Linked DNA regions of Mus musculus: all the other regions are linked to region 1. A link is a contact called in public Hi-C and promoter capture Hi-C data. All regions are on one chromosome and are shown on one strand. Each heading gives the region's core, a stretch centred on a gene start, on an enhancer-like site or on the middle of the called end of the contact. The rest is flanking DNA. Distances are from core to core; before and after follow the strand shown. Region 1 holds the start of Agbl2 (ATP/GTP binding protein-like 2). Region 2 overlaps Celf1 (CUGBP, Elav-like family member 1). Region 3 holds the start of Celf1 (CUGBP, Elav-like family member 1).

Region 1 (3,408 bases), core at 646-3,145:
GCAGAGTGCTTGCACTGAATTGAACAGAAGTTCTATGTCCAGAATCAAAAGAGAAAAAAGAAGAGAGAGAAACAAAGACTCAGGAAAAGGTGAGACGCTTTTGAAGAACAAGGTGATAGGAAACAAGTGTCCAGAGATGAAGACTATCACAGCTGCACGGAACGGTGCAAGAGGCTAAGACAGGAGAGTGAGTTCCTTAGCAGTCGGACTACATAGTGGTAAAAAGGAATCTTCTTTAGTGTCGTGGAGCAATTCAGAGCTGCTAATTTACTAGTGCATCAGTAGAAAAACAGGCCAATAAACTAAAGAGCCTAGAAGAGACATTTGTGCTTTTGCATATAGTAAGTGCACCTTGACAGAGGTGGTTCCGTTCAATTGGGAGTAGGAAGCACTTTTTAACTAATCATCTAGAAACAGCGTCCCAGTCTCATCCAAACAGTTCTTTCAGTAAATACAACAGTTCAACCCGTGGATGCTGGAGAGAAGGAAGTGTTACCTTTGAAATATCCATAATACTGGAGGTGATGGTGAATAAAGTCCTCATAGGGATCAGGAAGAGTCTGTGAAAGAAAAGCCATCTCAAGCAGGACATTCATTCAGATGACACTGACTTCTTAACCAAAAGCACCAAACACGCTGCATAGGATACGGGAACAAAACAAGCAAACGCCAGGCAAATAGTGAATTATTCTATTTTGGGAATCATAATCTCCAACAGGTCTGGTGGCAAACACTAGTACTCCCAGCACCAGGGAAGCAGAGGTAGGAGGAGAACTCAAGTTCAAGGGTAGTCCGGGCAACAGAGTGAGTTCCATGCCAACCGGGGCTAAAAAGCCCATCCTTCCGCCGCCCCAAATATACCTCCAGCTGGACCAGCATGCCACCACAGTGAACCTTCTGACCTTGGATTGGGTTTCTGCGAAGTTATCGGAAAAAGAGTGTACCAACCTCCGGCTTTAGTTCTGTTTCCAACGCCGGGAACATGTTACTGCCGCATAGTATGATGTAGGCGAGTTAGTAGCACCGTACCCAGCTGCAATATCTGCCTGATTTCCAAACAGCTGATTACACAGAAGTTACAAATCCCCGTAGGAAAAGTGAAAAGAAACCTAACCAACCACCACCGCCAACAAATAACACCAAATCTGCAGACCCTGCCCTTTCACACCCACAACCACTCGGGGGTTAAACTCTTGCCAAGCCGGCGTCTTACGAAAGGAGAGGATGGTGGTTGCCAGCACACACCTGAGGAGCTGGGGCGCTCTGCGTGTCCCCACGCCTGGTCCACTAGATTCACCAGGAGCCTCATTGGCCCCATGCTTAGTTTACGCTGAGAACAGATGCCCAACACCAGGACGCCGCAGAAAAGGGAAAGGAACCGGGTTGGGGGCACGCGCAGAGTCGCCTCAGAGCAGTTGAAAAGGAAAGGTCAGGGGTCGGAAGCGAGAGCCCTGGAAACGTTCAGTTCTGAGCGCCCTGCCTCGGAGTGTGGACTGCCCAGAGGCAAGCCCAAGGAAGGACAGAGCAGAAGTTTCCACCGGAGCCCGCGGGGTGACACCGCGCTGCCTGGCTACCCCTTCCCCGCAGCTGGTCCCCAGGCCGGGTGGACGCTGCAGGAGCTTCTCCATCTCTCCACTCTCACTCTTTCTGCAGAGGCCAGCCTGGAGTCCTGTCCGTCCCAAAGCTCCTTGCCCCCTGCCCTCCTCGCCCTCTGCCCCCCTCTCCCCATTCCGCCCCCCCCCCCCGGCACTCTCCTCGCCCCCCTGCACTTCCTGTCCTCTCACTCCCTTCCTGCCTGGGATCCCCTGCTTGTCCCCTGCCAGCTAGGGCGCTCCTTCGCAGGCCCAGTCCCTCAGCTCACCTGCTGGAGTTTTCTGCGAGGACCCTGGGAGCCTAGCAACCGGGAGCCAGAAGCGGAAGGAGGGCAGGACCCCGCCCTCATCTGTAAGCTGCGAGCCTTGGGATGTCAGGCAACTTGCGTTTCACATTCCAACGGTTTACTGATTCAAATTTCATCTCAAACTTTACAGACACAGTCTGGGGACTGATGAGTAGAACAGTGCCGAGGGCCTTCATATTTCTACTTTCGGTAGTTGTAAAGGTAATTTACTTTGTTCAAGGGCCTGAAGCTTCTATTCCTTTGGGGGCTGGTGAGGGTTAGAACTGTATGTAGCAAGCAGCCAAGAGTTATTTAAAAAGAGCAGATACACTAGGAGAACACGAGGTCAGTCCTAGAGAGAAGGAATCAGGTTCATTCTAGTTTACTTCATTTCTTCTCCCTTTGACAAACGTAAAATGTCCTTCCCCCATCCCTGCCTTGTCTTGATTTGGTTTAAAATAGTAATTATTCCTTTTTAAAAAAATGTGTGTGTGTGTGTGTGTGTGTGTGTTCACCTGGAGGCTAGGTTTCAGATCCCTAGGGAGCTAGTTACCTGCAGTTGTGAGCTGTTTGAATTGCTAAGTGGGTGCTGCTCAAAGAGCAAGTGCTTTTAGCCCCTGAACAACCTCACCAGCCGCCTCCCCTTCACTCTTGTTTGCATGTGCAGGATGAGCAGGGGAACATGTGTACACTTTATGGAGTCAGTTCTTCCCTTCTGCCTTTGCATGAGTTTCAAGTGCCAGGCAAACACAAACCTTCTAGACTATCTAGCCAGCCTTGTTTTTTTTTTTTTAAAGATTTATTTATTATTATATGTAAGTCAGACACTCCAGAAGAGGGAGTCAGATCTCGTTACGGATGGTTGTGAGCCACCATGTGGTTGCTGGGATTTGAACTCTGGACCTTCGGAAGAGCAGTCGGGTGCTCTTACCCACTGAGCCATCTCACCAGCCCCCCAGCCTTGATTTTTAAACATTGTTTTAATCCGTGTGCTTGTTGTGAGTGCAGGTGCCCGCCCACTGAGGTCAGAGGTCTCCCTAGAGTGGGAGACCCGATGTGGTCTTGTGGACGCTGGAAACCAAATTTGGATCATCTGGAAGAGCTTTCAGAGCTGAGCCCCACTGTTACTTGAGACTTGTTCAAGGACTTGTGTGAGTCTCCATCGACTAAATGACCCTATTGTCTAAAAGTAAAGATGTGCTATTTTAAGGGCAAACCTCAGAGCTGAAGAGATGACTCAGAGGCAAAGAGCACTGGCTGCACTTCCTGAATTCAAATCCTAGCATCCACCTGGTGCCTCACAACTATAGTCCTATGGGATCCCTCTTCTGGTGTAGATAGATGTATATGCAGACAAAACATCCATATATGTAAAGAAATCTTTAACAAAAAGTTAAAGAGTAATTGACTCATAAAAGCTGGGCCCACAATCCCTCAATTAAGCTGGGACAGGCCAGATTAGTACTCTAGAGAGAACGCCCTCCTCCCAACTGCTCTGCACTGTTATCAGATCTTTATTCTCTACCTTC
Region 2 (3,408 bases), core at 482-2,981, 240 kb before region 1:
AGGGGGTAAGAGCAGAAATGGAGACCTAAAAAACAGTAATTAAAGGCAAGTGTGGTTGACAAGAGCTCTGTTATTCCTCATGTGATTATCAAATGGACAGTGTCCAGGAAATACCTGAGTTACACTACCCACCAGGTCCACCCCAAATAGAGGGGCTCCACCCACAAGTCAGCTCTAGCGCCCAGAGAGGCGGCTTCACCTCTGTGAAGACTGGACCACCCAGTACCAGGAGTCTCCATGGAGGGTGGTAGCTGTAGTGAAGGACTGGACAGAGACAGGGCTGTTGCTCGGCCAGAGTCTCTGCCTCTTTAGACACAAGTAGCTGAACTGCAAGCTCCCAGAAGTTCAAAGGCAGTCCTAGGCAGGAGGCTCCATTAGAGAATGATCTAGAATACCTGAAGAATTAACTTAAGGCACCTTAAAGGTCTAACTACTTTTGGGGCTGAAGACTAAAGGCTTGAAGAGAAGGCCATGATCTAGGATTCACACAGGCCATCAGCTGTAATGGAAGAGGGAGGACAAATTAAAGCTACCAAAGTGTTTCAAGGTGTTTCCATATTATGGTTACTTTGTAGAATGCAGACATGTCACACAACTAGCATTCCAGAGAGAAACTGTCTTTTCCTTCGGGAGCTCTGTGTGACTTCAGCTGAATTATCAATAGGTTCTGTCAGCATGGAAGTCACCCACATCCCATCCCATCCCATCCCATCCCATCCCATCCCATCCCATCCCATCCCATCCCATCCCATCCCATCCCCTCCCCTCCCCCCCTTTCCCGGGCAATTGACAACGCAGAAGACAAACAGTTCTTCTCAAACAGTTTAATAGCAAATAAACAAAGGAAGGTACCACACTTGGCAGATACAAAATGACTTTTTGTCTGTGTGTCTGTGCAATTAAAACAGATTTAGGTTCCCCATTGGGACAAAAGGAAACACACACAAAAAGGAAGGAGAGTCCTTTTAAACACATACTCCCTTGCTCCAAACTTTTAACAACTTTTTCTTTTTTTAATCCACTACACAAACTGTGATTAGGTAAGAAAAGCGACACGGGCTCTTCTTGCCCTTTTTTTTTTTTAAAAACCATTAAAGCAAAATCCATAATTTTCTACAGAGTACAACACAAGTTCACACACAAAAGACATCTTTTATAAATCAAACAGGAAAAAAGGAAAGCTCAAACAAGGTCAAGAAAAGCATTTCTACGGCTGAATCACGACTTTGAGTTGATTGAATCCCGTTGTTGCTGCAGAACAGACTGTGCGTTTGGTCATAGTGGCAATTTTTTTCTCTTCACATTGTGAAATCACTTTACATTGTTTTCTAGTAGAAAAGGCAAAAAACTGTACAAAACCCCTAGTGTTAAATACAACGTTTGTACCAATAAAAAACTCACACAGGTTTGTCTCCAAAATGTAAAGTTTCTTTTTTTTTTCTTTTTAAATTATTCACAAAAAGCAGCTGGAAATCAGAAAGGCAGCTGCCGCTCCAGGGTCTCAAATCCATTAAAACCACTACGGAACAATTAAAACAATCAGAGAGAAAAGGAAAAGGAAACAATGTCCAACATTTGGCATTTGGTTTTATCCACAGGTTTTCCCAGAGCTCCTCTTGGAATCGAAAGCAAACTATATTGGCAAGCCCAGCTTCTCAGTACACAGGAAGGGGACCGCAGCACCTCCTGCCGACAGAGGCGCTCTGTGCAGTCAGACTGTGGGCACACAGCAGGCTCTCTCATGCTAGGCGCTGGCATCCTACCACCCCTTCCAGGACCTTAAGCAGCATACTTAAGTCCCCCACTTGGCTGCCATTTCTTCCTAGTAAGGTGGCCTCAAGCATAATATATTGGGCAACCTGTAGGGGTCCCAGAGCAGAAACTGTGCTGGAGTTCCTTCAACACCAGGCAGAGAGTGGATGATGCCAGACCGTGCTTCTCTCCCCACCCCCATCCTTTGCTGCACCTTGCCACCCTTTCCTGGACAACCTTGCTTCCACTTTCCCTCCCACCAGTGCTTAAGTCTCAGTGGGATCTGTCAAAAATCCTCCCTGCAGCCTCTGCTCTTCACAGATCCATCCCTGTCTACTCATTTCCTCTAGCCTCTCCTCCTCTATTCACATTCTTCCAAGTCCCCAAGACCCTGAGGCTGGATGGTGCTACAAGAGAAGAGGGTAAGTTTCCCTTAGGAAACCAAAGAACTGGCTGGCCTGGCACCCGGGAACAGTAGCTATCTGGCTCTTCACCCAATTTAAAAACAGTTTCTTGCCCTTACCCCAACTCTATTAGCTAAGTAAGAGCAGAGCCATAGTGAAGAGCCAGTGCGGGGTGGTTGGTGCCCAGAGCTGTAAACAGTGTGAAGACTGTAGTATTTATTGTGCTTGTCACCTAGGGAAAGCGCAGGCAGGCAGGTATATTGCCACTCAGTGCACCGATGGCCTCCTCTGGGTAATCAGAAGTACTGCCCGCCTGCCCTCCCTCCCTCCGTGATCTAGCCTTGATGCCCTAAGCATCCTGCCTACCCACAGCCACCTTTGGTTCTGCTTCTGCCTCTGGCCCCCTGTACTCCCTGAGCAGAGCAGCCAGCCTCCTGGATCCCCCACTGAGACCTGGAGGCCACCACAAAGAGTGACAGTCTAAGTGCACAGGCAAACACTCTAAGGGCAATAGAGGAGAAAGTTGCCACTTCAAAATAAAACGATACAATCTTGAGAAAAAAAATCAACCCCATAACAATTTAAAACATCTTCTTTGAAACCCCTTTAAATCAGTCAGTTTTTGCACAAACTATAGAAAACAGAGAGGTGAAGGTGATACATACGAAGGTGTGAAGAAACAGCAGGAAACATGCACAACTTGTTTTTTCTGGGCATAATCTTAGTAGGAAAGGAAAAATTCAAAACAAAAAGGCAAAAGAATACAAAACCCAAAAAAGTTGAAAGCATCACATTTTGCTGTGGAGACTGTAGGAAGAAGCACGGGTGTGAGCTGGCTGAGCCGAGGGGAGGGGAGGGGAAGAGGGACCCTAGGGCTTCCCTGCAGGGCTGCTTCAGGAAGAACCACAAAAGGAAAAGAAAAAAGGCTAGCTGGGGCCCAAACCTCAGCATTCAGTGAAAAGGGAATGGGGGTAAGGGTGTATTTCAGACATTTTTCTGCAGTTGAGAACTCAGAAAAACAAAAATTAATAACAACATGCGGTCTCCTCAAGCCCCAAAACTATGTCAGCAAAATGTGTTCAGGAGCCTCAAAGATTTTAGTGACATCTTTTATTTCATTGTTTATTTCAAAGTTGTCTTTAAAACTAAGCACACAGAGGAACAAAGCCTGGAAGCGGACTGGCTGTGTGTTCACAAGGATACAAACACCACACGGCATGTGCTAGTAGGGCTGCTCTGAGACAGTTACAAA
Region 3 (3,408 bases), core at 531-3,030, 160 kb before region 1:
TTTAAAAGCACTTGCTATAATAACCTTGGGCAAATAAGTCACTTTCCTTTGTGAGAAAGCCAAAGCACTGAAGAAAAAAAAAAAAGCAACCCTTTCAACTGTAACAGCCCCTCTTGCTAATGGATCCTTGGGAAAAGAAAACCCAAAGGGTAAGAATGAATGAGAGGATGGAGACGTAGGCTCTGGAGCCAAGAGCCATTCTTAAGAGAAACAGGTGGTGGAGAAGAAGAAACCAAGAGAACTCATAAGCTTGCCAGCTAAAGTAACAGCTGCAAATCCCAGCTTTGCTTTACCATAAGCATGGCTTTCAATCCTCCCTAGGTCATGATCAGAAACCACACTCTCAGGCAATAAAACTACTAATATAAAAACTAGTATAGAGAGAAAAAAAAAATCAGTGCCGTTGCAGTTGGTCCATTCTAACCTCCATGATTTTCCAAGTACACTTGTTAATGCCAAAACCAAAAAGAACTCTAAGCAATTCCATCTGAAGACACCGTCATTCTAAGGATCTAAAAAGAAACAAACTGGAAAAAGTGAAAAAGTGCAATTCAAACCTCTTCAACTCAGAGACTAGAAGACAGAGAAGAGATCTTTTAAAGGTTAAGTTCCTTTTAAGTGTGTGCAAAGGGTGTTTGTAACCTCCTAACAATGCAGACATTATCAACAGAGTCTATGCTCTTTAAAACTGTTCAACAGCTTTTATATACAGCATTAACTCTGAGCACCAGAAAGAGATTCTGTTGTGCTAAACCAAGCTCTGACCAAAATCTCACACTTTCTCCCCGGAATCAGTCTCTAAACCAATGAGAAGCTCCTTAAAAAGCATATGCAATGGTCGGAGAAAATTAAAACAACATCCTGTCAGAACCACCACAACCGAGACACCACTACCGACTTTAAATCCAAAGCCTGGGACCTAGCGAAGAAGGCACCCTCCAGAGCCGTCCCCGCTCCTGGGTGCGAGATTCGAGCCCTGCTACTAGGCCTTGACTGGGCGAGCGAGCACCTGATGTGGGGGGTAGGGCGAGCCAAAGCGGCCCCAGGGCGAGAACTGCAAGAGCTCCGGAGGATCGAGAGGAGCGCTGCCTTCTAGGGGCGGGAATCTAGGACACCCCCGGGGGTGGGCACGAAGAACACGTGGGGCGACAGGGTCAGGGAAGCGGCGTCTCGGGTAGACAGCCGCGATCTCGCCCAGCGGACCCGGAGAGGAGGACTCGGGTGCGGTGCAGGAAGCAAGCCCTCGGGGCCGGGAGAGTGGAGGCAAAGGGCAAGGGAGCCGGGGCCAGGCCACGAGGAGGGCGGGTCTCCCTGGGAGCAGGGGCACGCGCCGGGCGGACGCGAATGGGCCCCCGAGTCCCGAGCAGTCCGCGGCCTGGTCCCCGGGGTGCGGGGAAGCGGGAGCGACCGCACCCGGAGGGCCCTGTGACCCGTAGCCGCCCGAACCTGACCCGCCCCGCGGCGCCTCCCTCCAGCCTCCCTCTCTTTCCCTCCCTTCATCCCGCGGCCCGTTATCCTGCGGCCGCCGCACTCACCAGCGGCTGCACCTGAGCCCGCCGCTGCCTCAGCTGCTGCCTTGCTCCTCCGCAGCCGCCGCTGCCTCGCTGCTGAGGCCGAATCCCGGGGGAGCCTCCGCGTCCCGCCGCCGCCGCCGCCTCTGCCGCTGCCGCTGCCGCCAGAGCAGAACACCCCAAAATGGCGGCACTTCCGGCACCTACCACCGGCGGGGAGGGCCGCCGCGGAGGGGGCGGGCGGCGAAGGGGAACGTACCACCGCGGCGCCGCCCGCCAGCGCCGAGCCGAGCCGAGCGCCGCGCAGGGGCGGGCGGAGGGCCGGCGCTGCAGCGCCCCCTCCGGCCGGGGAGTGAAGGAGCAGTCGCTCTGAAACCCTGGGGGCCGCGGGCGGAGCCCTCAGCCCTGGGAGCTGTAGGGGTGCATCTCTTTGTCTCAGAGCTGCACTGGAGGGAAGACCCCGGCCTGGGAATCTGAAGTTCTTGCCTCTGCGCACCGCACTAGCTGCACCTCTGGCGGGCAAGCAACGCAGCTTGGCAATGAAAAATACACATAATAAATATCGAATGAATGAATGAATGAATGAATGAATGAATGAATGAATGAATGAATGATGGGTGCTTGGCTAACACTGGACGCAGGGCACACCCTTTCTTTTTGCACATCAGCATACAGACAACTGTATCCAGGCCTTCCTTCTGATGGAATGTGTGTTGCAAGCTTTCAGAGTTAGGGAAGTGCCTGTACAGAGATGTTCAACTGCATGCATGCGCAATCTGGCAAAAATCCCTGCGGCACCAGAAAGCTCTTAAGTATTCTATTAAGAGACTACCCAGTCCAAACCTACTCTTCTTGGGAAAAAAAATAACAATTAAAACACTTTTTACGAATCCAGCACCCCCTTTTAGGATTCGGTATTCCTAACCTGCATCTAGCTGGATTCACGCATTAAGTGTGTTGTTTATTACACAAAGTCAGTGAAATGTGAGACAATGAAATGCAGATTGAGAAAACTTAGTTCTGGGAGGTCAGGGCTCCATCAATTTACAAATTACTCATGAGTTGGCAATTATTTCTCTTTATCACTTAGCTTCCTAAAGCAAAATATATATCCACAAATGCCGGTTATACCCTACCCTACCCTACCACACTCACTAAGGCAGCCCCCACCCCTGCCCCAAGCAGCAGCCAAGAGTTTTCCCCTGTGCTAGAGGCACAAACAATCATGTAGATCAAAACAATTAGCCCCTAGGTTGTTCATTATCAAATTACCTAAATTGTACTGTAAAGCTTTGGTTGTTTTTTGTTTTTTTTTTTTTTTGTTTGTTTTGTTTTTTTGAGAGTTTCTCTGTGTAGCTCTGGCTGTCTTAGAACTCCCTCTTGTTACTGAGACTGACCTCAAACTCACTTGGTGATCCGCCTGCCTCTGCCTCCCCTAAATGCTGGGATTAAAGGCGTGTATCGCCACACCCGGCCTGTTCGTTCCAATTTTCAAATTGGTTTTCTACCTTCTTGTTGTTGATTGATGGGAATGGAGTTAGAGATGTAACTTGAATTAGTTGCATATAGATGGATACGTTAGGAAAAATTAGAGTGGTTATGAAAGATGGAACACTGGTATTTTTAACTAGTTCTTGAATAAGACTCTTGGCAAAAAAAATAACTGTTAGGAGAAAAAATTAGTCCTGCTGGTAATGGAAGATTTCTAAGAGTCGTTAGGGTTACTGCAGAGAATTTATTTCATTGGAGGGATAATGATGAAAATAATGTTTGCGTTGTTAGGGTCTGAGAATTTGGGAATAATCCACTATGAAAACCAAGTTTTGAGCCAGCAAAATGTTTCTTTATTCAACTTTATTCAAAGGCTGATATATCAGGGAGACGGCGGGGTTCAGGA

What was found. Promoter capture Hi-C pulls out the DNA fragments that hold promoters and counts their contacts. A called contact is a pair of places that touch in the nucleus more often than the background predicts.
Region 2: a Hi-C map of cerebellum shows a contact between it and region 1, with 1.6 times the contacts expected there. The contact joins the enhancer-like site here to the promoter of Agbl2 in region 1. A contact is called at or near these places in 4 of 39 promoter capture datasets (the 3T3-L1 cell line, hippocampal neurons and liver), 13 of 484 Hi-C or Micro-C datasets (the G1E-ER4 cell line, Th1 cells, cardiomyocytes and 7 more), 2 of 115 datasets of contacts at active chromatin or transcription factors (embryonic stem cells and extraembryonic endoderm stem cells) and 4 of 9 other capture datasets (adipose tissue, embryonic stem cells, liver and 1 more).
Region 3: a promoter capture Hi-C map of hippocampal neurons shows a contact between it and region 1, with 3 times the contacts expected there. The contact joins the promoter of Celf1 here to the promoter of Agbl2 in region 1. A contact is called at or near these places in 2 of 39 promoter capture datasets (embryonic stem cells and hippocampal neurons), 1 of 484 Hi-C or Micro-C datasets (embryonic stem cells), 2 of 115 datasets of contacts at active chromatin or transcription factors (embryonic stem cells and memory CD8 T cells) and 2 of 9 other capture datasets (adipose tissue and macrophages).

The regions. Positions count from the first base shown.
Region 1 is chr2:90,781,214-90,784,621 of GRCm38.p6, reverse strand. It overlaps Agbl2 (ATP/GTP binding protein-like 2), which reads right to left and starts at 1,895. Exons shown (of 18, transcript NM_178755.4): 1 at 1,862-1,895; 2 at 949-1,046; 3 at 497-636. The coding sequence starts at 596.
Region 2 is chr2:91,016,899-91,020,306 of GRCm38.p6, reverse strand. It overlaps Celf1 (CUGBP, Elav-like family member 1), which reads right to left. Exons shown (of 14, transcript NM_198683.2): 14 at 810-3,408. Among named protein-coding and RNA genes, the nearest start is that of Gm13777, 13 kb to the left of the region's middle. Within about 2 kb of position 1,731, at least 23 of the 459 cell types and tissues checked have an H3K27ac peak or open chromatin away from gene starts, as enhancers often do. A contact at or near this core is called in adipose tissue, cerebellum and cortical neurons, where this site is marked.
Region 3 is chr2:90,938,769-90,942,176 of GRCm38.p6, reverse strand. It overlaps Celf1 (CUGBP, Elav-like family member 1), which reads right to left and starts at 1,780. Exons shown (of 14, transcript NM_198683.2): 1 at 1,536-1,780.